Linked DNA regions of Canis lupus: region 2 is linked to region 1. A link is a contact called in public Hi-C data. All regions are on one chromosome and are shown on one strand. Each heading gives the region's core, a stretch centred on a gene start, on an enhancer-like site or on the middle of the called end of the contact. The rest is flanking DNA. Distances are from core to core; before and after follow the strand shown.

Evidence for each region. A called contact is a pair of places that touch in the nucleus more often than the background predicts.
Region 2: a Hi-C map of blood shows a contact between it and region 1, with 3 times the contacts expected there. The contact joins the promoter of LMLN here to the promoter of OSBPL11 in region 1. A contact is called at or near these places in 2 of 9 Hi-C or Micro-C datasets (both in blood).

The regions. Positions count from the first base shown.
Region 1 is chr33:29,276,441-29,284,130 of UU_Cfam_GSD_1.0, forward strand. It overlaps OSBPL11 (oxysterol-binding protein-related protein 11), which reads right to left and starts at 5,010. Exons shown (of 14, transcript XR_005383406.1): 1 at 4,729-5,010. LOC111093708 reads right to left here. Exons shown (of 4, transcript XR_005383412.1): 4 at 7,372-7,431.
Region 2 is chr33:29,430,086-29,437,775 of UU_Cfam_GSD_1.0, forward strand. LMLN (leishmanolysin-like peptidase) reads right to left here and starts at 4,034. Exons shown (of 17, transcript XM_038583076.1): 1 at 3,808-4,034. The coding sequence starts at 4,026. It overlaps RPL35A (60S ribosomal protein L35a), which reads right to left. Exons shown (of 5, transcript XM_038583093.1): 5 at 7,339-7,408. The coding sequence ends at 7,385.

The sequences.
Region 1 (7,690 bases), core at 3,760-6,259:
AATAAAAAAGACAGACAACAAGTGCTGATAAAGATATGAAGAAATTAAAACCCTAATAGACTGCTGGCAAGAATGTAAAATGGTGCAGGTGCTTTAGACAAGTCTAGCAGTTCCTCAAGAAATTAAACATAAAGTTGCCATACCAGCAATTCCATCCTAGATATATACCAAGAGACTTAATAAACATATCCACAAAAAAAACCCATATCCACACATAACCTGAACACAAATGTTCAAAGTAGCATTATTCATAATAACCACAAAACAGAAACAACCCAAATGTCCATCAACTGATGAATGGATAAGCAAAATGTGGTATATTCATATAACAGAATATTATTCAGCTATAAAAAATGAAGTAATGATACATGTTACAGAATTTATAAACCTTGAAAACATTATGCTAATTAATCTTCTAAGTTTGCAAAGCCAAAGCCCAGGATCTGAATCATAAGGTCTTTACTGGCTTTCAACTACTCCATAAGTCATGATGAAAAATCTCCATTTTAAAAAATAGGATAGTAGCAAACTATAGGTAGAGAGGTGGATGTATTGACTCCCAAATTCCAGAAATAGCTGAGGCTATGGAAGAGAATGAGATACGAACAGAAAACATGCATCTTAAGGAAAGATGATGGAATATCACACCAGGTTTTCAGGGAAAGGAGACAACCAAAGATACTGAGAAAGGTACAGAGGGATTAAGGAGAAACCAAGAGAGAATAACAAAGTCAAGAAAAGAGGGACGGCTGGCTGGCTCAGTCAGTGGAGCATGTAACTCTTGATCTCCAGGTTTTGAGTTCTAGCCCAACATTGAGTGTAGAGATTGCTTAAAAATAAAAATCTTGGGATCCCTGGGTGGTGCAGCGGTTTAGCGCCTGCCTTTGGCCCAGGGCGCGATCCTGGAGACCCAGGATCGATTCCCACGTCGGGCTCCCGGTGCATGGAGCCTGCTTCTCTCTGCCTGTGTCTCTGCCTCTCTTTCTCTCTCTGTGACTATCATAAATAAAAAAAAATTTTAAAAAATATTAAAAAAAATAAAAATCTTTTAAAAATTTTTCAATTAGAGTCAGAACAAATACACTAACAGAGAAATAAATGGGAATAAATATCTTTAAAAATTCATCATTTTTCACTCATATCCCTGGTGAGGACCGAGCCAACTGTCTTGAGTTGAGCAATAAATGAGGAAAAGGAGGCAGTTGAGTGTAAATGTCCTTCAAGAGAAAAGGATTAGGCTAGGTTTTATTATTGTTGTTGTTTTTAAAGTCTAGAGACTGAGTCTCAGGGGAAGAAGCCAGGAAAGAGAGAGCAACACAAGACAATGGAGAAAATGGCTTGATCAATGTACTAAAGGACAAAGGGACAAATGAGGCTGAGAGCTAGGTTGAAGGATTAGCCTTGGACAAGCCTCATTAAATAAAAATATGTATGTAAATGTGGTAATGCATTACATATCTGCCCCCATGGGGAAGAGCTTCATATAACTGCATTTTCCAGATATTGAAGCATCTTTTTTCAGCTATTTCTTTTGAAATTGTTCACCACTGCATCATACAGTTCTCTGCCTTCTTAAACACACGTGCTCTCCTGAATGACTTAGGTCATTGTGACTGATTACTGCACTAGGAAGTACTATCGCTGACTCTGCATGTTAATTTTTCAAATCTTCTTGGACTGTCCTACAATGCCAGTTGCCATTCTCATTGGTACATTTCCTGAGATAACCTTGTGCTTACAACAGATTCTAGTTTCAAAATTACATAACCATTAAATAATACCCTAAGTAAGGGATGATATGTTCTGAATCAAAGTACAGGAGTAAAGTACGCCGTTGTACAACTCTCTCCAGGACTAAGAGACCTGTTTCACTTTTCAATTCAATTGAGACTAGGTTTCAAAGAGTTGAAGATTTCAGAAGACCTGACTTGGAATATTACTTTATTGTGCTTCCTAAAGTCATATCAAAATATCCCTACCAAGTAATTGATAATTTTATATTAGTCTTAAGCCATCAAAAAAAGAGAAGATCAGGCTGATTCCCAAAGTGAGCCTCAACATCTCACAGTAACTAAACATACTCTCTTGCCCTATAATCACTAACCAATAAAAAGTTATAGTTTTCTACGTTTCATTGCTGTATGCTAATATAGGCATGTATATTTCACATATATGGATATGATTCATGATAAATGTGTATCCTTCACAAAATCTTGGCTTTAATCCCAAATTTCACACAAATTTCACAACTACAAACAGCACAGGCCTGAAAAGGACCAGAATTAGGTACACAGTTAACCAAAATTTAAGAATTCATTCCTTTGGTTTCAACCATGAAACAGACTGATTTCATTCATTCTTAAGATTCTGTGATCTAGCAACTCCATTTCTAGGAATTTATCTGGTAAAAAAACAAAAACAAAACAAAACAAAAAAAACATTAACTTGAAAAGATTATCTGCACCCCCATGTTCAGTGTAGCATTATTTATGACAGCTAAGACACAGAAGTAACCTAAGTGTCCATCAAGGGACAGACGAATAAAGAAAATGTGGTATATAAAATGGAATATTACTCAGCCACAAAAAAGGAAATCTTGCAGTTTACAACAGCATGGATGGACCTTGAGGGCATTATGTTAAATGAAGTTAGACAAAGGCATGCAAATACTGTGTGGTCTCACTTATTTGTGGAATCTAAGAAAACAAAAAAAATAAATAAATAAAATGAACCCACAGATAGATTGATTGGTAGTTGCCAGAGGGGGTGGAGGGGTGGAGGGTGAACTAGGTGATGGTGATCAAAAGGTACATGCTTCCAGTTACAAAATAAGTTCAGAGGATATAATGTACAGCATAATGACTGTAATTAATGATACTATATTGCATATTTAAAAGTTTCTTAGAGAGAAACCTTGGAAGTTCTCATCACAATAAAAAAAATATTGTGACTATCGGCGTGCCTGGGTGGCTCACCACCGACTCTTGATTTTAGCTCTGGTCCTGATCTCAGGGTGGTGAGACTGAGCCTTGCGATGGGCTCCAAGGACTCCAAGCTCAGCAGAGAAGTCAGATTTTTCTCCCTCTCCCTCCTGCTGTCCCTCGGCTCACTGGTGCTCCTACACTCTTGCATGTGCATATGTGTGTGTGTGTGCTCTCTCTAAAATAAATCAATCCTTTAAAAATACGACGTAATGATATACGCCAGATGGATGCTCACTAGACTTACTGTGATCTTTCCAAAAACACATACAAATAGGCAATCATTATTTGTATGCCTGGATCTATTAAGTCACATGTCAAACAGATCTCAAAAAGATTCCGGATGGCTACATCCCCCTATACTTTACGCATCAAAAACAAAAATAAAACCACCTTTATTTCTCCCACTCTCTTGCCTATTCCTTCCAACACTTCTCTTTCGTGTTAACAACAACAACAAATCAACAAATGTAGAATTTGGGGGATCCCTGGGTGGCGCAGCGGTTTGGCGCCTGCCTTTGGCCCAGGGCGCGATCCTGGAGACCCGGGATCGAATCCCACGTCGGGCTCCCGGTGCATGGAGCCTGCTTCTCCCTCTGCCTATGTCTCTGCCTCTCTCTCACTGTGTGCCTATCATAAATAAATAAAATAAAATAAAAAATTTAAAAAAAAAATGTAGAATTTCTCAAGACACAGTTTGCAAATGGCCTGACCAACTCAAACTGAAACATCTCCAGGCTGGGTTAGAGTATGCTATTATGGGGGATCACTGGGTTAGAGCATGGTATTATGGGGGATCCCTGGGTGGCTCAGCGGTTTAGCACCGCCTGCAGCCCAGGGCGCGATCCTGGGGTATCCGGATCGAGTCCCGCGTCGGGCTCCTTGGGTGCAGCCTGCTTCTCCCTCTGCCTGTGTCTCTGCCTCCCCGCATCATGAATGAATGAATAAATGAATGAATGAATGAATGAATGAATCTTTAAAGAAAAAAAAAAAGAGTATGGTATTATTAGGGCATTGGCATCTGTACCTTTGCCCCATACTCAAATTATTTATGTCTGGTCTCCCCTTCTAAGTCAGAAACTGAGGGCAAGAATCTCTTCTTATTCAATAAGGACTCCGTTCAATCGCTGGACAAAGAAGCTGGGCGCACCTAGCACTTGCTAGCCTCGGGGGAGAGCCGAGTTAAGCAGCTCCGGCCCTTCACGGTCAAGCAGAAGGAGGCAGGCAGGCAGGCCTGGGGACAAATTACAACAGAGGCAAAAACAACAACAACAAAAAACAGAAGTGAGAACGGAGAAATTAAATCGGATGGGGGGGGGGGGTGGCTCAGCGGGTTGGTGCCTGCCTTCAGCCCAGGGCGTGATCCTCGAGTCCCAGGATCGAATCCTATGTCCGGCTCCTTGCACGGAGCCTGCTTCTCCCTCTTGCTTCTTTCTCTCCCTGTGTCTCTCGTGAATAAATAAATAAAATCTTAATCGGAGGAGGGACTGACTGTAGGGATGCAGAGGAAGGAAGTTCAAGGATCCGCTCGTGTGTTGTCCAAAAGGCCCTTCAACGAAATACCTGTTGAATGGACGCAGCAGTGAATGAGCTAAAGCCTTGCTAAGGAGAGAGGAGAGATCCCGGGCCCCAGGGAGGTGCAGACTCGTAGCTCCTGGAAGTCGGTGGTGGCTTCCCCGGTCGGTACCTGCAGACCTGCACCCTCCCGGGGTGCGGGGGGGGCATCACCTTGCAGAAGGTGCCGTACCTGTACTGCCAGCCTTTGGCACTGCCGCCGCGGCTGCTGCTGCTGCTGCTGCTGCTGCCGCTGCCGCCGCCCGCCCCGCAGCTGCTGTTGCTGCTGTTCTTGTTGGGGGTCCCCGCCGCGGCCGCCGCCAGGCCCTCCAGCTTCCCCTCGCTCTCCGAGACTTTCAGCGCCGACACGGGCTCGCCGCCCTGCATCTTCGCTCCCGGGGCCGACCCAGCCGAGCGGCGTCCGGACGGGGGCGGGTTTAGGGTCTGCGCGCCGGGGGGAGGGGGGTCCAGGGGCTGAGTTAGCGGAGGGTCATCGGACGCGGCGGGAAGGGGCCCGGCAGCAGCGGGGGGAGCACGAGGACAGGGGGGAGGCGGCGGGGGCAGCCGGGAGGCCCGGGCGGAGGGCGCGGCCTCACCTCTTCCCCGGCGGGGCCGTCCCGCCGGCTCCACGGTTCCCGGAGCGGCGGCCGCGGGGCAGGGCCCGGGAAGGAGGCCGCCGGGGGCGGGACGCCGGCTCCCAGGGCCGCTCTGCCCCCGCCCGCGGCGCGCCTCTCGGGCCCACGTGCTCCGACGGCCCCGGCCCGGCACCTCGACCCGGGCTCCCAGGAGCCGGCGAGTCCGTTACCCTCTCTCCGGGCCCCGAGCGTGGGCGCCACAACCGCGGCCGCCGCCCCACCCACGGCCCCGCGGCGGGTCACCCGCCCGCCCACCTGCCTTCCCTTCCGGAGCAGTGTGAGCTCACTTCCGCCCGGAGCAGAAGCGCCGGGCGCCATCTTGGCGCAGGGCACGCGGCCCTGAAGGGGGCGGAGCCTCGGGGCGGTGGTGCCAGGGCGGTTGCCCCGGAAGAAGGGAAAGGGCAGAGGGGGCAAGGCGGTGGGAGACTTCCGGCCTTCCTGGCTGGGCCCTGTCTGGCATTTTAGAAAGCCGGCTTAGAAAAATAATGTCATAAGTAAATAAAATAATTAATAAATAAATGAATAAATAAATAAATAAAAATAAATTTCTATAAGAAATTACAGCCCCTCCAAGGAAACCATTTGAGGGCCCCTTCCAGGCATTTTAGAAAGCAGCCTTAGAAAAATAATGTCATAAATAAATAAAATAATAAATAAATAAATAAATAAATAAATAAATAAATATAAATTTCTATAAGAAATTACAGCCCCCCCCAAAAAAAATTTGAGGGCCCCTTCCAGGCATTTTAAAAAGCAGCCTTAGAAAAATAATGTCATAAATAACTAAAATAAGTAATTAATTAATTAATAATAAATAAATAAATAAATAAATTTCTATAAGAAATTACAACCCCCCCAAAAAAGGAAATTACCCAAAAACTCCTCTTCATTGTAGTAATTCTGCAAAACACACATGACATTGGAATGGGGCAAATCAGTATGGAAATCAGAACTCTCAAAAATCAAAGCTGGGTACTCTTTCTGACCCCAGACAACTCTTAAACTCTTTAGACTTTGTTTTTTGTGTGTCTGTAAAGAGTAATTGGTCTTGACAGGTGATTTTTTTTATATCCTAATTATAAATTCTAGTTTCAGAATTAATTATGAATTCTAGTTTCTAATAACATGATTTGTGACTTGAATGTGTATACAATCACTGTAAACATTGAATGTTTACAGTATGCAAAGCACTATGGAAAATGCAAAGAAGTATTAGTAAAAAAAGTAAAGTGGTAAAATAAATGCAGGTATAGAGACAATTAAAGCTATGAAGAAAATTATAGGAGATGATATAAGAAATGAGTGAGATGGGATGGAGAATCTACTTTAGAAGAAAAGTTGAGAAAAGTAGTCTATAAGGAGATAAAATTTAAGGTGAGAAATGAAGAAAGATGAGGGAGCTAAAAGAAAAGTAAACTTCATTTGTTCTGCTAAATGGGAGACCGGGCAGCATGGTGAGCAAGAGAAAGCTGCACAAAATGAGAGTGAAAAGGAAGGTAGAGAAATTTGGATTTTATTGTAAGTGCAAAGGAAAGTTAAAAGCTTTAATCAGAGAAGAGTTGTGATCTGATCTATGTTTTAAAAAGATCTCTCCAGTCTTTTCAAAAAATAGTGCTAGGTCAACTGGTTATCTATATAAAGAATCAAATTGGACCCCTACCTCAATATTACACAAAAACTAATTCAAAATGGATCAAAAGCATCAATATAAGAGCTGAAACTATAAAACTCTTAAAAGAAAAACAGAGGAGGAGGGCGGATTGGGGTGGGAGGGCAATAAAAAAAAATTTTTTTATTTAAAAAAATTTTTAAAGAAAAACAGAGGAGGAAATCTCCATGACCTAAAGTTAAGCAAAGTCTCTTAGATATGACATCAAACCATAAGAAACAAAAGAAAAAAGTAGCTAGATTAGGGTTCATAAAAATTAAAGCTTTTGGTGCTACAAACAATACCACTAAAAAAGTGAGAAAAAAGAAACAATCAGACAATAGGAAAAGAATATTTGTAAACCATATATCTGATAAGGAACTTATATTTACAATATGTAAAGCATTCTTAACAACTCATTAATAAGAAGATAAATAATTCTATTTAAAAATGGGCAATGGAGGGATCCCTGGGTGGCGCAGCGGTTTCGCGCCTGCCTTTGGCCCGGGGCGCGATCCTGGAGACGCGGGATCGAATCCCACGTCGGGCTCCTGGTGCATGGAGCCTGCTTCTCCCTCTGCCTGTGACTCTGCTTCTCTCTCTGTGTGTGTGACTATCATAAATAAATAAAAATTAAAAATAAAAATAAAATAAAAATGGGCAATGGAGCTGAATAGACCTTTCTTCAAAGATGATATACCAAAACTCAGTAAGTCTATTGAGAGAGTCTCAACATCATTATTCACCAAGGAAACACAGATCAAAACTACAATGAGGTGGTTCTTCACAACCAGTAGGATGGCTATAATAAAAAGGTAGACAATAACCAATGTTGATGAGGGATGTGGAGAAACTGGATTCCTCACACGCTC
Region 2 (7,690 bases), core at 2,784-5,283, 150 kb after region 1:
GGGAGAAGCAGGCTCCATGCAGGGAGCCCGAGTGGGACTCGATCCCAGGTCTCCAGGATCAGGCCCTGGGCTGAAGGTGGCGCTAAACCGCTGAGCCACCCAGGGATCCCTTGCTTATACTCTATATTTAGGTAAAAGCTAAGGCAATGGTTAGAGGGACTTGCTATTACATAGTCTATGAAGTACTAGGAATATTTACTAAGGATAAGAAGTCTCAAAAAGTACCTAATAGATTGCTTTTAATATCTGAAGCACTGTCACTATTGAATTTGTTTAGCCAAGAGGCATAAATAGGAATAGTGGGTGGAAGTTTCAGGAAGAGTTTTCAGCTCCATAAAAGAAGAACTTTATACTGATGATCTTCAAAAAGGAAAGGGGCTGTCTCTGGCAATAATCTCCCTATCCACGGAGATATTCAAATATAGATTGGAGTTTTGAATGCCGGCAACCACTAGAAGCAGCAGCTATTTAGGTTCCCTCTAGTGGAGAGATTTTGCAGTTCTTGGAATAGATTTCTCTTACCGTAATCTAAATTCAAAGAAAGCAGCACAGGGTTTTGCAGGAATTTTTTTTTAAAGATTTTATTTATTTATTCACGAGACACACACAGAGAGAGAAAGAGGCAAAGACACAGGCAGAGGGAGAAGCAGGCTCCATGTAGGGAGCCCGATGTGGGACTCGATCCGGGGTCTCCAGAATCATGCTCTGTGCTGAAGACTGTGCTAAACTGCTGAGCCACCCGGGCTGCCCCCCTTTTTTTTTTTTTAAGAATTCATCAGGGATGGAAGAATTGGGGATATATTGTTTAAGGGTACAAACTTGCAACCAGTAAATAAATAAGCCCTGGAGTAATATATAGCATAATGACTATAGCCAACAATACTGTATTATAAACTTAAAAGTTGCCAAGGGACTAAAAATAAATAAAATTCAGCCAAAATGCAGTGTCATGATAAAAGCTGGAATACAGCTACAAGCTCCAAACTTAATATTTTGGCGCATATGGTTATGAACAGTCATGTATAGAACTTTTTGTAAATTACACAAAAATGAGTGGTCTTGGGTTTCTGGGCTGAACTGGAAATTTCTAGGTCAGTCTTTCTGGATAAAGTAATAAGATAAATCATAAATTCAATCAGAACAGGCTGCCTTGCCCTAGAGACTCTATCACCTTTCCTCAAAGAACACTGATTATTATGGGCTACATACTGTGGAGGAATCAAAGACATAAACCACCTCTGAAGGAACCTTACAGTTTGAACTACAAAAGCAAGACTACAAAGAAATGCATGAGAAATACCCCCCCTCTCCCCAGCAGTGCGTGGTCAAGCGCCAGAAGATAGTACAGGTAAGACACACTAGGAAGGGTTTAGAGCACTCCGCTAGAGTCTTGAACGTAGGGAACTTAAGTGAGGACTGAAAGGAGGTAGAGAGGGAGGCAAATGGAGTGTAAGGTGGTCAGCACCTGCAGGGCAGGAGAACAGGTAAAGCTGGTGACGTGGTCAAGTAACTTGAAAACAAGCCTGAATTTTGTCTTCAGAGAACCCCCGATATTCTCTCCATGCCTGTAGCTCCCCTATCAACTTCTTCCCGAAACTTTTTTTTTTTTTTTAAAGATTTATTTATTTATTCATTCAGAGAGAGCGAAGAGAGAGGCAGAGACACAGGCAGAGGGAGAAGCAGGCTCCATGCAAGGAGCCTGATGTGGGACTCGATCCTGGGTCTCCAGGATCACACCCCGGGCCGGGCTGCAGGCGGCGCTAAACCACTGCGCCACCGGGGCTGCCCCCTCTTCCCGAAACTTTTGATCAGTAAGCCCCAAAGTGTGGTCTCTGGACAAGTTATCATCATCAACTCCCTGGGCAGCAAGTTATGGTCATCAGCTCCCTGGACAAGTTATCATCATCAACTCCCTGGACAGCAAGTTATAGTCATCAGCTCCCTGGGCAGCAAGTTATGGTCATCAACTCCCTGGGGAGCAAGTTATCGTCATCAGCTCCCTGGGCAGCAAGTTATGGTCATCAGCTCCCTGGGCAGCAAGTTATGGTCATCAGCTCCCTGGGCAGCAAGTTATGGTCATCAACTCCCTGGGGAGCAAGTTATGGTCATCAACTCCCTGGACAGCAAGTTATGGTCATCAACTCCCCAGGCAAAAAGTTATGGTCATCAACTCCCTGGGCAGCAAGTTATCATCATCAGCTCCCTGGGCAGCAAGTTATCGCCATCAGCTCCCTGGACAAGTTATCGTCATTAGCTCCTTGGACAAGTTATCGCCATCAGCTCCCTGGGCAGCAAGTTATCATCATCAACTTCCTGGGCAAAAAAATTATGGTCATCAACTCCCTGGGCAGCAAGTTATCGTCATCAGCTCCCTGGACAGCAAGTTATCGTCATCAGCTGTCTGGGCAGCAAGTTATGGTCATCAACTCCCTGGGTAGCAAGTTAATTGTCATCAGCTCCCTGGACAACAAGTTATCCTCATCAGCTCCCTGGACAGCAAGTTATCGTCATCAGCTGTCTGGGCAGCAAGTTATGGTCATCAACTCCCTGGGTAGCAAGTTAATTGTCATCAGCTCCCTGGGCAGCAAGTTATCGTCATCAGCTCCCTGGACAGCAAGTTATCGTCATCAGCTGTCTGGGCAGCAAGTTATGGTCATCAACTCCCTGGGTAGCAAGTTAATTGTCATCAGCTCCCTGGACAACAAGTTATCCTCATCAGCTCCCTGGTTAGCAAGTTATCACCATCAGCTCCCTGGACAGCAAGTTATCGTCATCAACTCCCTGGGCAGCAGGTTATCGTCATCAACTCCCTGGGCAGCAAGTTATCGTCATCAACTCCCTGGGCAAAAAGTTATGGTCATCAACTCCCTGGGCAGCAAGTTATCATCATCAACTTCCTGGGCAAAAAATTATGGTCATCAGCTCCCTGGGCAGCAAGTTATCGTCATCAGCTCCCTGGGCAGCAAGTTATCACCATCAGCTCCCTGGACAAGTAATCGTCATCAGCTCCCTAGACAAGTTGTCATCATCAACTCCCTGGACCCGCCAACTCTGGGCGCCGCCGCAGACCCCACGAGCCCGGACGGAGGGGCTGGGCCCGCGATGTGCCGTGGCGAGTCCCTCGCGCCATCCCGACGCCCCGCGAGACAGACCCACCGGGGCACCAGGGTCCGCACCGGCCGGCCGCCGCGCTGGCGGAGGGGGGCGGGGGGCGGCTTCCAACCATACCCGCGGCCGGGCCCGGAGGAAGCCCCGCAGGAGCACGGGCGCTCGCTCCCCGCAGCTGCAGCGGCCTCCGCTCGGGCTGCCGCCGGCCGCACCGTCCTCCGCCGCCTCCGCCAGGGCGCCTTCCGGGACAAGTAAGGGAAGACCACGGGCGTGACCCACGTTCCCGGGGGAGCAGCCCGCTCTAAGTCGTCCTCACTTCAAGAGCGGCCTGGTCCCCGCCTGCGGACGACCGCCAAAGACGGAGCGACCCGGGGCCAGCAGGCTGGGCTCCTCGGCGCGCGCTTGCCTCGGGAGCGCACTGGCCCTTTAAGAAACTTTCCGGCCGCCGCCGCCGCCGCCGCCGCCGCCGCCGCCGCCCAACTGGGCCGCGGGCCGACCCCGAGTCCCCAGCGACACCCGGGAGCGGCCGGGTCGCGGCCTCGTCGCGGCCTCGGGGCCCGAGGCAGCCCTCCAGGAGCGCAGCTTCCGGGCCGGCTTCGCGCTCCACTCCCCCCAACGTGTTCCGGCAGCTGCCTCCGCCTCGGCCGCGCCCGCTCACCCCACCCTCGCGGCGCCCGCCGCCGCCCCTCCGCGCCCTACCTCGGCCTCCGAGGGGACGTGGTGCCGGCAGGGAGGGGAACTGTGCAAGGAGACAGGGACAGACGTGGAGCTAGCCCAGAGGCCGCCCAACAGGAGTAGCACGCCTCGGGCCCACGAAGACCGGCGCCAGCGCCGCTGGCTAGGGCCGGGCCCCGCGCCGGAGGAACCGGCGACTCCCTCCCGCCCGGCCGCCATCTTCGGGCCGAGCGTCGTTACCATGGAGTGCGTGCGGTCTCCGCCCCGGCCCCGCCCCCCGGCGCCGGCCCCGCCTCCGCGGAAAGCCGGCCCTCGATTGGCCAGCATGGCCCACAGCGGGCGGGGTCAGAGCCGCGTCACGTCCGCCGCGTCTCCGGGCGAAGCCCGCCCCTACAGGCCGCCTAGCGGCACACGTGGGTTGGGCTGGAGACGACTGGGGGTGGGGTTGGAGGGACGTCACCTCGGATGGGCATCCGCTAGGTGCCGGGTGGCTTAAACTGCGGGGAATCGTAACGGTTTAGCCCTCTGTACGAAAGATGAGTGGAATTCTCACTTTTACTTTTTACCCTCAGTCACCAATTTTAGGCCCATTTCTTAACTAAAGTCATGTTATAAAATCAAAGTTTTCCTTTTCAACTCCATCCCTTAACTTCTATTAAAACAATTAGGGATGCTCGCCGGCTCAGTCAGTACGGCACACTCTTGATCATACACATTGGGTGTAGAGCCTACAACCCTGCAAAAAAACCAAGAATTGAAACTGCATTTAACCCAGGAACGGACCAGGTGGCTCCTTGACATTAAGGAAACTACCTTCAAACTAGGCCAGGAGTTAACTATAAAACATCGAATATTGAAAAGTTCCTCAGGCCCATTAAGCTAATAAAATTAGTGACTGGAAGCACTGAATTGGAACAGTTGTTTAACCAGAACTGAATACTATAAATTACTATATTAGGAACTGTGGGGATAGGAAAGAAAGGATAGCGCCAAGATTGCACTGTTCAGAGCTCCTGGGTAGGGCTCGGTCGGTTGAGTGTCCGACTTTGGCACCGGTGGTAATCCCAGGAGTGGTGACCCCAGGATCATGGGATGGAGTCCCACATGGGGCTCTCTGCTCATCGGGGAGTTGGCTTCCCCCTCTGCAGCTCCCCCCAGCTCATGCTCTCTCAAATCTCAAAAAAACATATTGTACAATTCATTGGTAAAAGATCATGTACTCAAATTCAAGGGTGGGCAGTCTACCAATTAAGGCTCATTACCTAAGAAGTCTATCATTCCACAACTAGTGGAAATTGGGATCCCAAGCCAAATTTATCACTTTCAGGATGTGCTTTTTCGACTACAAGACCACAAAGAAACTGAATTCTGAACACAAACCACCACCGGTCAACATCAAGCTTAGTTTTGACAGTAGTGTCATACTGGGGCTGTTTCATGACCCAGCCAATCAACTGCTAACCAAGCTCATTTCTCTGAAACAGGATTCTCCAATGGTACCTTTGGCTTCAGGACTCTCACCAAAACTCATGGCAAGAGAAATACATAAAGCACCCTCTCCCAAGTGCTGTACTAAATCAGCTGAAGAGGATGAATTTGTGTGCAAGGCTGTATTGCCTCTGCATTTACTCAAGTCATAAGGAGTCTCAGCCTTCTCTTCTCAAATGCCCACCACTTCCTGTTTATCTACCTCTATTACCCTACCATCATCCTACTCACTTAACTCCCACAAAGGTTACAGGCTTTATGAGCTTTCCTTCTCTCTATGACTAATTAGACCTAGATATCCATCTGCCTTCCTGGACCTGTTCACAACTGAGTATCCTAGTTTCCTCAAACTCACCAACATTCCCCCCCCCCCCCCCCAAGATCTCCAACTTTGTAAATGCACCATTACCTACCCTGCAAAGCTAGGAACATGTTATCTTTGAAGACTGCTCAATCGATTGGTCTTTAAATTCTCTTAATCCTTAGTACCATACACAAGACCGTGCATAATCTTAATTTTTCTATTTACTTTCCAATTGCCCACAATAGGTTTCAGATATACTACATAATCTAGTTGAAGATTTCGTCAAATGCCTTCTGGTTTCACATAAATCCTGAAGGCCAGTTTTTCTGAAATACCTCCCCAAACATTTCTTCCCTATTCTTGGCCACCCCAAGAGTACTGACACATCTTTGCAGCATCTGGGTGGCCTAGTTGGTTAAGCAGCCCACTTGATGGGGCAGTCCCGGTGGCGCAGTGGTTTGGCGCTGCCTGCAGCCTGGGGTGTGATCCTGGAGACCCAGGATCAGGTCCCACATCAGGCTCCCTGCATGGAGCCTGCTTCTCCCTCTGCCTGTGTCTCTGCCTGTGTCAATAAATAAAATCTTAAAAAAAAAAAAAAAAAGGCAGCCCATTTGATTTGGGTTCAGACCAAGGTCTTGGTCACGAGATCTGGCTCCAAACTCTCCATTTGTCCCTGCCGGACCCCCAACCTGTGCACTCTCAAAAAAAAGAAAAAAAAAAATACTGATACGTCTATTTAAATAGCACAACAAAATACTTGTAAATTGTTGTTTTTCAACAATTAAAATCGAGTAGCTCTGAAACTGGTACTTCCTGCCATTTACCAGATTTGTCAATGTCAATTTCCTTAGGGTTCTAGTGACTGTATCATGGCCATGAGAAAAACACGACTAATGCTGGACCAAGCTGCATCTAACCCACCCACCTCATTTGCCTTGAAGCCATTCTTCCTAAATCTGCCCAAATGGGTCTGGCACTACAAACACAAAGCTATTTCTGTGAAAGCAGATTTTTCCTTCCAACAGCAACTTTGGCTTGAGGGCCACCATCAGACTAAGCACACCTTTCTTAGAACTGCTGTATGCTACCCAATCCTTTCCTCTATCTCCTTCAAACATCCTTCTCACCTGCCCCCTACCACCCTATACATATTTAGCATGCTAATTGTTTCTTGGCATCTGCTTCTTAGAGAAGCTACCTATAACTAAAAAGGGGGCAGCACCTGGGTGGCTCAGTGGTTGAGTGTCTGCCTTTGGCTCAGGGTGTGATCGCGGGGTCCTGGGATGAGTCCTGCGTCAGGCTCCTCTGCTTATGTCTCTGCCTCTCTCATGAATAAATAAAATCTTAAAAGTGAGTTATAGATCCGTTTTGATGTGGAAACCTGGATGAATGTCATGGTATATATCTGTACTGGCTAATATTTCCGGCTTCTGTCCTTCCTGGAATATGTAGTCTCCATTTGCAAAAAAGCTTTTCAAAGAACATGATGTGCTCCATCACTTCAAACCTTCCAACACACTCCTTCCCACTGCTTCCAATCAAAGCTTGTTTCCTTCCCCCCATCATGTAAGAAAGGCCTTGTATTTAAGATACTCTATCCTCCCTATCCTCATTAAAACTCTCCTATTGTCTACATCTCTCTAATTGCCATTACATATAGCTCCCTGGCTTCCTCGTGCTCTGAAAATGCTGGATAACCACCACCATTTAAATACAGCAACCTGAATTTAGGAAAAAGAAAATGTTAAGCCATTTAACAAAAATACAAGAGAACAAATCTACACCTTTATTTATTTACTTTTCATAAGTTTAAATCCTTGAGGGGTACAGCATCTAGGAAGAAAATAAAGAAAACAGCATAATTAGATGGAGGTTACATACAAATCTATAAACGTTACTGAGTACAACAATGTGGATAAAACTTCCCATTGTTCCACTACTCATCTCTAAAAGGGAGAGAACCAAGTTCTTCTTGTATCTAGATAAACACATTTTAAGAACCAGTACCAGGAGCATTGAAAATCCATTTAACTTTGTTTCTTCCAGGGACAATGTAAAAACCTCCTGATGAAAAATTTCAATGGCTCGGCAGGGTTCAAAAGTACCCTAGGACCC